Regions from separate parts of the Rattus norvegicus genome. Here region 2 is linked to region 1. Evidence: chromatin contacts called from public Hi-C data. All regions are on one chromosome and are shown on one strand. The core of a region is the stretch at or near the end of the contact, and the rest is flanking DNA. Distances in the headings are between cores, read along the strand shown. Region 1 overlaps Nfib (nuclear factor I/B). Region 2 overlaps LOC100910558 (a long non-coding RNA gene).

Region 1 (5,792 bases), core at 2,682-5,181:
AAACAAAAACTGCTCTGGGTTTGAATTTGAAGTGTTTAAACAAAGCTAACAGCTTAGTGTGTGAAACAAATGAGACATGCTAAAAAGCATTCAGCAAAATGCGGATGCTGAGAATATCAGTGTCCTTACAAGAATTGATGGGAAAGCTTGGTTTCTCTTTCTCTCTACTTAAACACACAGTAAAAAGATGGCCTCCAGCAATCCAGGAAGAGTCACAAGAGTCACAAAAGACACAGGATGGGGTCATCCTGCTCTTGGACTTCCAGCTCTCAGGGGTTAAAAAATATAAATACCTGTTGCTTAAGTCACACACCCTATGGTATTTTGTTATGGAAGCCCAGTAAACTAGGTCTTACAACCTTGTCAAAAGTATTTTAATAATATAGGATTATCTGGTAAGCTTCTCAATAAAATCTATGGTACAATGCTAAGCACATGTAACTTTATCCACATACAGCACAAATCTCCCAGATTCCTAACAGAACTGCCACCATTTTCAGACAGATCTGGCTAAGGTTCAGAGTCCTCCCAATCTGCCATCCATTAAGGTGGGTCAACTCAGTGGCAATACTGTTGTGTCACAAATTCCTCCAAGATAAAACATCCATCTTAGATGGCAGCTCATTAAGACACAGGGTATTCTACAGAGAGGTGAAATACTCTATCCTACATCATTATGACATAGGAAAAAAACAACCCAGTAGTTTCAGGAAGTCCCTGAAACATATCAAATTCATTGGGCTCCTCCCCCTGTAGACATATATAAGTCATAAGTACTGCTGAAAGAGACTCTCAGACAAAGCATTCTGTGTTAAAGGAAGAAAGAGGGGGAGAAGGAGGAGGAGAAGAAGGAGGCAATGATGACAATGAACAGTCAAGCCAAACTGCCTGGAAGAGGCAGAGTCCATCCTAGCTCTCTCACAAAGCTCAGACTATGTAGGCTGCCTGAAAAAGACATTCTCCAGCCTGTCAAACTACTTGGTTTCGGTTGTTGTGAGAAATCACTCAAGGTGGTATGGGATTTGGTGATGTCAGTATCTGACTCATTTCTGCTCTCCCAAGTAACCCCTCACCAATCGTCCTGTAAGTATCCCCAGTAAAACTCAGTGGATCACCAAATGGAACTTTGATGGTATCTACTTTGGTCTGTTGTTGATTCTCTATCTGAGGTAAACAGGAATTTGTTATGTCTTCCTGGAAATAGTATCACCTACAACTCACTAATAGAATAGGATTTTGAAGTCCTGGCTTTCCACAGACTTCTAGGGAAATTTTAAAAATGAAGAAGAGGAGGAAGACGAGAAGAAAGAAAGAAAGAAAGAAAGAAAGAAAGAAAGAAAGAAAGAAAGAAAGAAAAGAAAAGAAAAGAAAGCCAGCCTAAACCACTTTCCCCAGAAAAGCATGCCAGCCATCTAGGCATCTCTGCCATGCCTTGGGCCCAAAGGGCCAACTGCCATGGCACAGGTATCAACTCTAAGACAAGGTGGCCAAAAGCACGCAGTGGCTATCCCCACTCCTTAGTGACTGCAAAGAAGTGCTTCCATTTCAGCAGATGCCGGCCTCCTAGTCCATATAAGGAAGATTTAAGTGCTTATCTCATAGGATTACTGTGAAGGTCCAAAATAAAATAGAGACATACGTATCCCACGGCTTGTCATACTGTCAAGATTCAGTAATTAGTAGGTACTCTGTGTGCCTGAATGTCATCTCGTTAACAATTTTACTCCTGCCAAAGTTAAAAGTAGAATCTTGATAAACTGTAATCTTTTTATCTGTAGTGGATCTGGTTACTTGGTTTGTCTGTCGAGGTGTTGTTTGAATAATGTCCACTGCTTTCTCGTAATAAAAAGTAATAATTTCCCTCTGGGGAGCTGTACCTGTTGACTCACTCCAATCACCTAGTTTGAATGTTCTAGGTTCGTCTTCTACTCTAAGAACAGGAGACCAGGTGCTGCCAATGAAAACCCATCATTTAGAGATTGGTTCAGAGATAGCCAATGACAGGCATCCTAGAAAACTTGACTATAGAGACTAAACCACTACCCAGAGAGTACACATGGACTGACCCATGGCTCGAGCTGCATATGTAGCAGAGGATGGCCTTGTTGGGCACCAATGGGAGGAGAAGCCCTTGGTCCTGCTAAGGCTGGAACCCCCAGTGTAGGGGAATGTCAGGGTGGAGAGGCAGGAAGGGGTGGGTGGATGGAGAGGGGAAATACCCTCATAGAAGGGGTAGGGAGTATGGGATGAGGGTTTACAGATGGGAAACGGGGAAAGGGAATAACAGTTGAAGTGTAAATAAAAAATATCCAATAAAAAAAATAGAAAGAAAGAAAACTTGACTAAAACTACTGGAAAAGAGCACATTTAACCTCCCAGGTTGCTCAGCTGATAGTTTATACCATGAAGCTTGGTCCCCAGTAAGAAGACTGGTGTACCTACAGGGAAGGCAACACGGGGATAGCATAAAGTGAGAGCCAGAGAGACACTGGCAATGACAGTAGAGAAAGCGTTGTCCTTACAGTAGTCAGTGCCCGAGGGTAAACTGGACATTAAATCACATCCGAGAGTAACCTCCCTCCTCAGTTCTCCCTGCTTTGCTTCAATCTCTGACACCTAGAGTTAACAAATAACCCAACGCCAGCAAAACCCTGGTACCTTTCAATGGTTAAACAGCCCCTGAAATACACAGAGGGAAATGAGGGAAGTCAGAATAAGCTGAAGGCAGCGTTTTTGTTTTTGTTTTTTTCCCAGGACACTTCAGTAGATTGTTATAAGCTTGAAAAGTGTTAGCTTAGTGAAGAAACTATCCAGGGGTCTGTGTTAGTGCCGACATTATTTAGGTACTGTTTGGTTTTCGATGTTTTGGTAAACTGACTCATGAACTCCATGGGCGAGTCACCGTCCCTGCTGCAGTCTGTCTACCTGCTCCCAGGAGAGTGGTGCCAGTCACCTGTAAGAGCTTCTGTTGGAAAGAAAGTATGTCTTAGAAAAACTTCCTACAAAAAAAAAAACAAAAACAAAAACAAAAAAAAAAAACAAGAGTGAACACGCCACGCTCGCTGAATTACAACATGTAAAAACGTGCAACCCTGGGAACGGGACTTCATTTGAAGCACATAGAGAAAAGTATAAAAGTTACTACGAAGAAATCATCTTTTTTCTAGTAAAAAGCTGATTAATCCACTGGGAATTCTGCACGATCCAAAAGGATCTGCTTCTCTGGACTTATAGTAACTGGTTACAAATGCTTCTTTGCTGAGATATAATACTTACCACAGGATTTGGGGGAGAGCATATGAATGGGTTCATAAAATCATGAATAAATATTAAATGCCCAGTTTTCCAAAGTTTTCTTGTAGGTGATATCTATTCCCTAGGTATGCCTGGGGTGTAGCACCTGACGTTTAATATGATTAAAGATTATAGCATTTTTTGGTTTAAAAGCAACAAATGAGAAACTTCAAGGAAAACCAGTCTACTGGCATTCCTTTGAAATATGCATATAAAGGGCCCTACAGTGTTTTTCCTTGCCGTTGGGTGTACGTTGTGCAAGAGAGGAATTCCTGGTACAGCAACTGCATGAGGAATTAGAACATTGCCTCCAAAGTTTTATCTAATTGCATACCAACACATAACGAAAGACATGATGTATGTACAGTAGCTAAAGAGTTAATCATTAGCAACTCCGCTAAAAAATCCTAATGGCAGACTGCCCATCATTCTTTTAGACAGAGCTTGTCAGAAAAACTGGGGCAGCTTGTCCAGCTCAGCAGTCAACTGATTACTAGTGAACTCAATGGGGCTCCCAGCCAACCCCTGAGATTGCTGCCAGCCCCTTGGGTATTCAAAGGCTAAGTTCCAATGTGGTTTACTTTGCCAGGATCACGTGATGTCAGTGCTATTTTTCTCCTGACCAGAATAACCAGTCAGTCAAGCTGCTGGGAGTACTGTCAGTGAGCTGCACAGCACTTCACTAGCAGAGGTCACAGACACACTAGGCTACCACTCTTTTCACGATCCAAGGGTCCAGGGACTCCAGGGGGAGCTCAGCTAATCCCCATGTGTCTGTTCCAGAGACTCAAGTCCAGCATACAAAGTCTGCCCAGGAGACAAGGGACTACTCTAACTCACTGGACCAGGTATAGCTAGAGAGCACAACACACAGGGCCAACCTTTTGTGAATGCCCAGCTGGGTAGGAAAAACAAACAGAAGCAGGCCTGGACTTTTGTTTCTGTTGCATTACTAGAGAATTAATGGGAAGCCACATGAATTCTGTAGGATTTAGTCACCCTCATCAACGTACGCCCACATTCTTTGCATGGTGGTAAGATAGCAGTTCACTTTTCCATTTATCAGTATGTTTTTTCAGTTGCGACATGATTTACAAGGGTGAATACACTCTGTTTTGAAAACTGTGGTTTTTAAAACTAGTAAGCCTTATCTCTTAGTGAGAGAAACTATTTCACTCCCTAACACACAATACAGAGAATTAAAAAATACGACCTACTTTGTAATCTTTCTCCTGGGAGAAACATAAAACATTAGAGAGTGCAAGAGGCTGGCACGGCTGGGGCTCGCCATGATCCACATCCTGACCACATGGCTCAGTGATCTAAAAGACCTCAACGCTGCTCTCAATCATTTCCAATCTTCTCTTCTAATTTTTAGTCATTTTTTTTATTATTATTATGTGTGGTGTGGAGAGGTGCACATGGAGGTCAGGAGACAACATGGGAATCACTTCTCTCCTTCTACCACAAAGGCCCTTCCTTTTTTTGCCTGCTTGCTAAAGGGGATTGCACTCAGGAGTGACTGTGGCCTGCATTCAATTCAGGTAGACTGGTATAAGAAGTCAACCTGTCAGAAATTTGCAAAGTAAGAAAAAGACCTGAGGACGGAGGGAGGGCCGAGAGGGGGAGGGGTTCTGGAAGGAGCAGAGAACCAAACCAGAGCACAAAGTAGGCAGGAAAGAAAGGTGAGTTTCCAGAAAAGCACACCGAGAGAAAGCTGTAATTTTTTTTCTTTTATCAATGCTTCTTAATTTTCATTCATTACACTTATGAAAAAGTTTAAACAGATTCACAACAGCTACAAAGCCGATGTCATCACCATCACTCAGTCTAATCAGGTCCTATAGTCTGCTCTTCCTGATGGTGATAACTCATCTTGGACTATTCAGCTTATCTTTTGTCCTGGCCTTTTCTTTCCATGGTAAAGACACCGTATCTTACCTCTAGCACAACATCTGTGATGCTCTACCAAACGTCTGAAAGAAAGAAGCTTGCGCGGTGCCAGTCCTTTGGTGCAAAGGGACTAAGCCACTGTCACCAATTAGATAATCGCTGGATAATTTGACAGTCCTCAAAGTGATTGTCTCAAGAAATGCTGGGAATGTGCACGGGGGAAATGTTGAGGCTCATTTCTGCACAGGGTAAGAAGCTCAACTACAGAGAATGGGAAATGTTGATCCCTTGATGGTGAGGGATCACACACAAGCAAAGTCAAGAGATGATCCAAGAACTGGCCGGAGAGTGGGAACTGCCTTCAGTATCCTCACAGAATTCATGAAGGAATACAGATTTCTCCCAGCAGCATGGGAGGCCCTCTACAAGGTAACATAAGTTTATTTTTCCAAATTCTTTCAGCTGAGTGTTCACCTCCATATGTGTGCTTTCTTCCAGCCACACTGGGGGTGTGGATTTCCTTTCCTTGCCTTTGACAATTGCTCATGTTGTTTCCCTGGGCTAACAGAGCTCTCATAAATGGCACATCTCTCATGGTCCATTTA
Region 2 (5,666 bases), core at 648-3,147, 91 kb after region 1:
AAATTCACTCAACTTCTCCAAGGAGCGGGCAACGGATGCTTTCCTGCCGCAGCCTGGCCACTTTGCTGGAAGAAAGTCTCTGCCCCAAGGAGCAGACACAGTCATCATACAGCCTCCGCAGAAGAGCGGCCAGCTTACCGGGACCTGCTGAGCCTGTGACGAGGATTTTTAGAAGCTGGGGACTGGAAGGCTTATGTGTCCCAGAACCTGTGGGAAAGACCATTGGGAAGTTTCATTTGGAAAGTGCTGGGCGCAGCCCGGCTCTGGCGCACAATTTCCAGGCTTCCAGGCAGCCAAACTGCAGCGAAGCTGCGGGAGGCATGGGGGCTCCGGCTTTTCCATCGAGAGTTTCTCATGCGGGTTCCTGGGGGTTTTTGTTTTTTGATTTTTGTTTTTTGTTTTTGCTTTGTTTGTTTGTTTATTGGCAGCAAACCCCACTGGGTTTGGGGAGCACCAATATTTGGAAGAGCCCTACCACGGGTCTCATCAGAGGATCAGAGATGAAGCAACTTGAGGAACGCACCCGTTTAGTTTTCTAAGGCCATGCATCTTTTTTTAATCCCTCACGGTCACCGTCACGATTTATTTGGCTGCAAACGAAATGGGAATAGATTTTAGGAAACTGGGGGGGAAGAAAGTGGATAAGCCTTAAATTGTTGAGAGCTTTCCTTTTTACAGTGAAGACCACAGGGCTACGTGGAACGGAGAGAAATTATTAGTGAGACTTCTCTGCTCAGGAAGGTGGAGGAGATTGAGCCGGGGAACTAAAAAATGTCTCCGATCTCCGTGCGCGCTGCAGGTTCCCACCCGCAGTTAATCAACCTGGCAATATTCTCTTGATCTGCCCGCACGTAGCTGTCTCCAGTCCTTCATGACACTTTCCTTCTCTGTTTACATCTTTTCTATGCGGGGGTCATCAGAGTTTGGGGCTGCCCCAACCTCTCTGGTGCCTGCATTTGCAAAAACTCTTTACAAACTTTCCCATCCATCGCACACTTGCGGGTGGGCTCTCTCCAAGCGGGTCTCTGGACTGCCGGGAGACCCTCTTCAGCCGAGAAGCCTGGAATAATTTTCAGCGCCGCGCTCCGAAGCCCCTCCTTTATTTTAGTTCAATGGGGGGCGGGAGGGGGCTCACAGAATCAAGGATAATAAACAATGCTGCTTACTAAAGATACAAAGTGGGTGCAGAAGCACGGAGATGGTTTAACAAGTGGTCAGACTTTCAGGGACGCCTTTGAAAGAGACTTGTAAAGTAAAACCATTGGCGGCTCTCTCTCTTTTTTTTTTTTAAGTACAGAAATACATGGAACACGCGTTGTCAGAATGTGCTGTTTGGAGCGGTGTTTATTTATTGTCCTTTGCCTCTGGAGATCAGCAGGCGCAGTTGCTACCTACCTACTCCTTGGTGCAAATCGCCTCCCTATCTTAAGGTCTCATTAAAAGGGTCTTCTGGGTGTCTGTATACTGTGCTACCCTTATTCTAGATGCCCAGGAGTTGCAGGTACCACAGGCAGTGGGGACTTTAGGGGAAAATGCAATTTTAACTGGCGTTGCCCGAATAATTCAAAGACAGGGAACTCTCTCTCCTTCCTACACACACACACACACACACACACACACACACACACACAGAGAGAGAGAGAGAGAGAGAGAGAGAGAGAGAGAGAGAGAGAGAGAGAGAGAGAGAGACATTGGTTGTGGTTTTGGGTGCTGACTGCCACTGGGGATTAAGCCTTCCTTTTTGGGTGTGGGTGAAACTGATTTCTACTCTGCCCAATGGCCTTGGGAAAGGGCTTCCCATCTGCTCTGAACACCCCCTCCCCTTACAATGTCAGAAAATCTGCCCACAAATATTGGCACCAAGCTGCCGTGACAGGCGGTGCTGCTTTAAATAGGAAAGAGACAGACCCGGGCAGGCAAAAAGAAAACCAGCAACCTTCAAGGGCCAGGTTACCTGCCTCCGTACCCAACCCCCCAAAGCCCAAAGGCAGAGAAAGGAGACACCTAGAAACTCTCCTTTTTAAAGCGGAGTGGGGAATGTAAACCATGTACAGTGTACATGCAGATGGGTCCCTGAAGGCCAGTTGTTAAAGGGAAGCAAGGTAAGAGTCTGGCTTATCCTTGACTTCTATGCCTCACCGATAGCCTCTGTGCTTGTTCAGATACAGGGAACCATTAGAAGGCGTTTGAGAGGCATTTGGCTGTGCTCCTTTTGTTTTGTTCAAAGCTGAAGGGGGTGGAGTGGGGCTTGATTAGGGAAGGTCTGGGTTCAGTCCTGGACCCTAAGACAGAACTCATCCTAGGTAATTGAGGTGCTGGCTGCCACTTTTCCCTGGATGACCCAACCTTCAGTTATGCCCCTCCTGTTCCACTGAAGGCATCCTCTATTCTGGAGATGGTTGTATTGACAGCTGTACCCCATGAAACATCTGAAGCCCTTTCCCACCTCCCCTCAAAGATGATGACCTCATCCAGGGCTCACAGTCATCTGTTCCTAACTCTCTGTACTTGACCTGCAGATTGCCCAGCAGTCTCTGATGGACCCTCGGCCTGCATGGCCCTTTCTCCTAAGAAGCATCCTGTGTGCTAAGCCCAAGCTTGAGAGACATCCTCCCACAGAGTGTGACCAAACTGTAGAGGGCATCTCAGGAGGGTTTAGGTGATGAGCAGATAGATTGTCTTGGCTTTCCCACTGCTTTCCAAGTCAACTTGGCTCTGTATTGTCATTTTGAAGAAATCGAGGCCCAGGGAAAGTTTTTGACCAAAGGATGCAGGAAGAGCTGAGAGCAGAGGCTGGAGCGGCCTCCGGACATCTTAAGTTCGGAGTCCATTTGCTCAGTTTGAGGGAGGTGCAAAAGTTGACAATGAGCTACTGTTCAGTGAGTGTCAACCGTGTGGCAGAGCACGTGCCACCCAGACGTGTATGTAAGTCATCTCCTTAGCAGCTCTGACGAGTCTCATTAGCCCCCAACAAAATGTAAATGACACAATAGGAAGACAGGCATAAATCAAAATTCCTCAAGTAATGTAAAAGAAGATAAACTGAAAGTGAAAGCCTTCCACTTCACTCTTTCTCCCAAAATACCATTTATAGCTTTCATTTTCATGGCCGAGTATGTACCTGACAAATGTTAGTATCGTTTTATGAGTGGGAAAAGGAAGGCTCTCAAGCTAACAAAATGTGGCTACCTGCATCCCATCCCATTGCTCTCTGTGAGCTAATAAAGCGAAGGTGAACCGTGTGAGTGAAACATTGATATAAAAAAAAAAATACAAGATGAGAGAGTCGATATCATTTTCCTTTCCTTCTTTTCTATTTCTCCTTTTTAAGAGCCAACATTGCTGCGTATTTTCAGAAGCTGAGACCGTATTAATAATTATCTGTAGTGACTGTATTCTTCCTTGGCCTTGGTGTAATTGTATAAACTGTTCTCCTCCAAGCCTCATGACCAAGGCCCTGAGGCTGCCTCCACCCTGTGGTAGGCCAGAGCTGGGGAATACCTGTTAAGCTGTGGATTTCCCTGATGATCCCTTAGACTTGTTGGGAGATTTCAATGAGAGACAAGGAAACTATGTAAATTTAAATTCTCGCTCTATAAATGTAATTGCTACTTTTCAAAGATGTCTTTAGGACCCTCTATGCAGTTAGAACAATGGAGAATTAGGGTTTTTTTTTTTTTTTCTTGAAAGGAAGGGGAGGTGTCTCTCTTAGAACTGGCTATTTTGCCCAGACTGGTCTCAGATTCAGAGATCTGCGTGTCTCCACCTCCTGAGTGCTGAAGTTAAAGGTTGAGCCACCACACCCAGCAAATCTGGGGACTTTGCAAAAGGCTATGCTTTTGGGGATTGATGGCTACAAGGTGAAAGGGGATGCTCATTGATCAGTGGGAACAGGAGTGCTGGGCCTTTCACATGGGAAGACTGTAGCATGTGCGAAGTAGATTTCTTCCTCCTGAAGACTGGTTGATTAGGACACAGAGAGATACAGGTACACTGTATGGAGGAGGGTGACCAAGAGTAGCAGTGGTGTGCCCTGAAAGATGCTTCGGCCTGCTCCTTTGGTAAGTATTTACTACCAAAAGCTAGTCATAGACTTTTGGGAGCACACACCTGTACGAGGCTAACAGCTTCCAAAGTGCAATTATTTAATTTATTACATTTCTTTTGTGAATAGGAAGGGTGGCTTTGTGCCTTTTCTCACGTGATGCTCACTTTGTCTTGATTTAAAAAGAAGAAAACAACAACGATTTCGTTTTGCAACTTTCTTTAGGGGACTGATGAGGAGAAATGAAAGTCCACTGGCAGGGTCTCCTTGGCTTAGCAGGGGCACAGCCATGGGAAGGGGCCGCTAACCCTTCCTGCTAATGCCTGCAGCATGCACACAAGACTGTCTGGCCTCTAGGAAGAAAGGAAAAGAGATGACGGGGCCTGGGGAGTAAGCCCGTTCCAAGAAGAAACTGTGAGTAGAGAAAAATCAAGTTTCTTAAGCTCAGCAAGGCTTCAGAGCTTGTCTAGAGGCTCTGAAGGACACCAGGACAAAGGCTACTGCGCCCCCTGGTGTTGGACTCAGATCAGATTCCAGAGAGCTGTGTGGAGACCAGCAGCCAGGAGCTTCCTAAAGGAACCACAGAAAAGTTTCTTCTGTTTGCTAAGCACATTGAGTAGAATTCGCCCTTACTTTCTCAATTCTGTAGTCTAAGTAGATACCCTCTGCTCTAGAGAGAGCTGTGTGTACCGCCGGCTACTTTGTTTTATTTGGTTTTCTTTGCATAAAATTTAGTCTAGCGGGACAAAGACCGCTTAAAAGCGACCCTGTTTTGGGGGGAGTGCAGCAGTCTGCAAACAACTCTGCATTGTGGGTGATGTTCTGGTTTGAGGGGAGTCGTTTGAAACTTCACAACCCCTTGTTCCTCCTCTTAAAAGCAGATAGTTTTGAATAGGATGTTTTAAGGGCTCCCTTAAGCTCCAGTGTTGAATAAGTGGTACACTGAGCCATCTTTTCTCAGAGCCTTGCAAAAGGGATTTGTTAATTTCTTTGCAGGTGCAGGCCCATTTCAGCATCCAAAGTTTCCTGATTCTGAGCGAAGATTTTTAAAAGTGCAAAATGTATCTCTTTTCAGCACAGAAGCCCCTCACCCTCCAGTCTCAAGTAAAAACCCAGCTAGGAAGCTGGAGAGTGAGCACAGCTCAGTCGCTGCTATTTCTTTTAAAAATAAAGTACTAAGTGTTGTGCTGGAAATTCTGCTCAGTGTCTCGTGTGGTAGGTGTGAATACATGCTTTAATTGTTCCAGGCACTAGACCAAAAACTTCCCCAGAATTAGCAGGGTTTTCAGCTATAATCTGGCTAACATTTTTCTGCAAATAGGTATGAAGACCAGACTGAATTGCCATCGAAATTTACAGCCATTCCTCATCTAGTCAGGTGATCAGCCCCGGGGAAGAATTATGGCGCCACTGAGAGTTTTCCACTCCTCAAACCTGTATGTCTTGTCTCTAACGTGAGCAGTCGGTTATGCCTCGGGCAGCTTCTTCCCTCTGCACTGCTGCTCCACTGTTATCTCTGTGCAATGGGCACAGTTTCTTACTAGCATCACTACTAGGGATCTCATGAGTGCCCCAGAAAGAATATTTGAGCAGCTACTTTAGTGCTGTAGCTGTGGCAAAC

What was found. Hi-C and Micro-C count contacts between places; a contact is called where the count stands out from the background.
Region 2: a contact with region 1 is called in a Hi-C map of psoas muscle, with 1.9 times the contacts expected there. The contact joins two enhancer-like sites. A contact is called at or near these places in 2 of 12 Hi-C or Micro-C datasets (mammary epithelial cells and psoas muscle).

Annotation. Positions count from the first base shown.
Region 1 is chr5:101,957,955-101,963,746 of GRCr8, forward strand. The region is part of intron 2 of Nfib (nuclear factor I/B); the gene reads right to left. Among named protein-coding and RNA genes, the nearest start is that of Nfib, 59 kb to the right of the region's middle. Within about 2 kb of position 3,932, at least 35 of the 93 cell types and tissues checked have an H3K27ac peak or open chromatin away from gene starts, as enhancers often do.
Region 2 is chr5:102,050,539-102,056,204 of GRCr8, forward strand. All of the region lies in intron 1 of LOC100910558 (a long non-coding RNA gene), which reads left to right. Among named protein-coding and RNA genes, the nearest start is that of Nfib, 33 kb to the left of the region's middle. Within about 2 kb of position 1,898, at least 22 of the 93 cell types and tissues checked have an H3K27ac peak or open chromatin away from gene starts, as enhancers often do.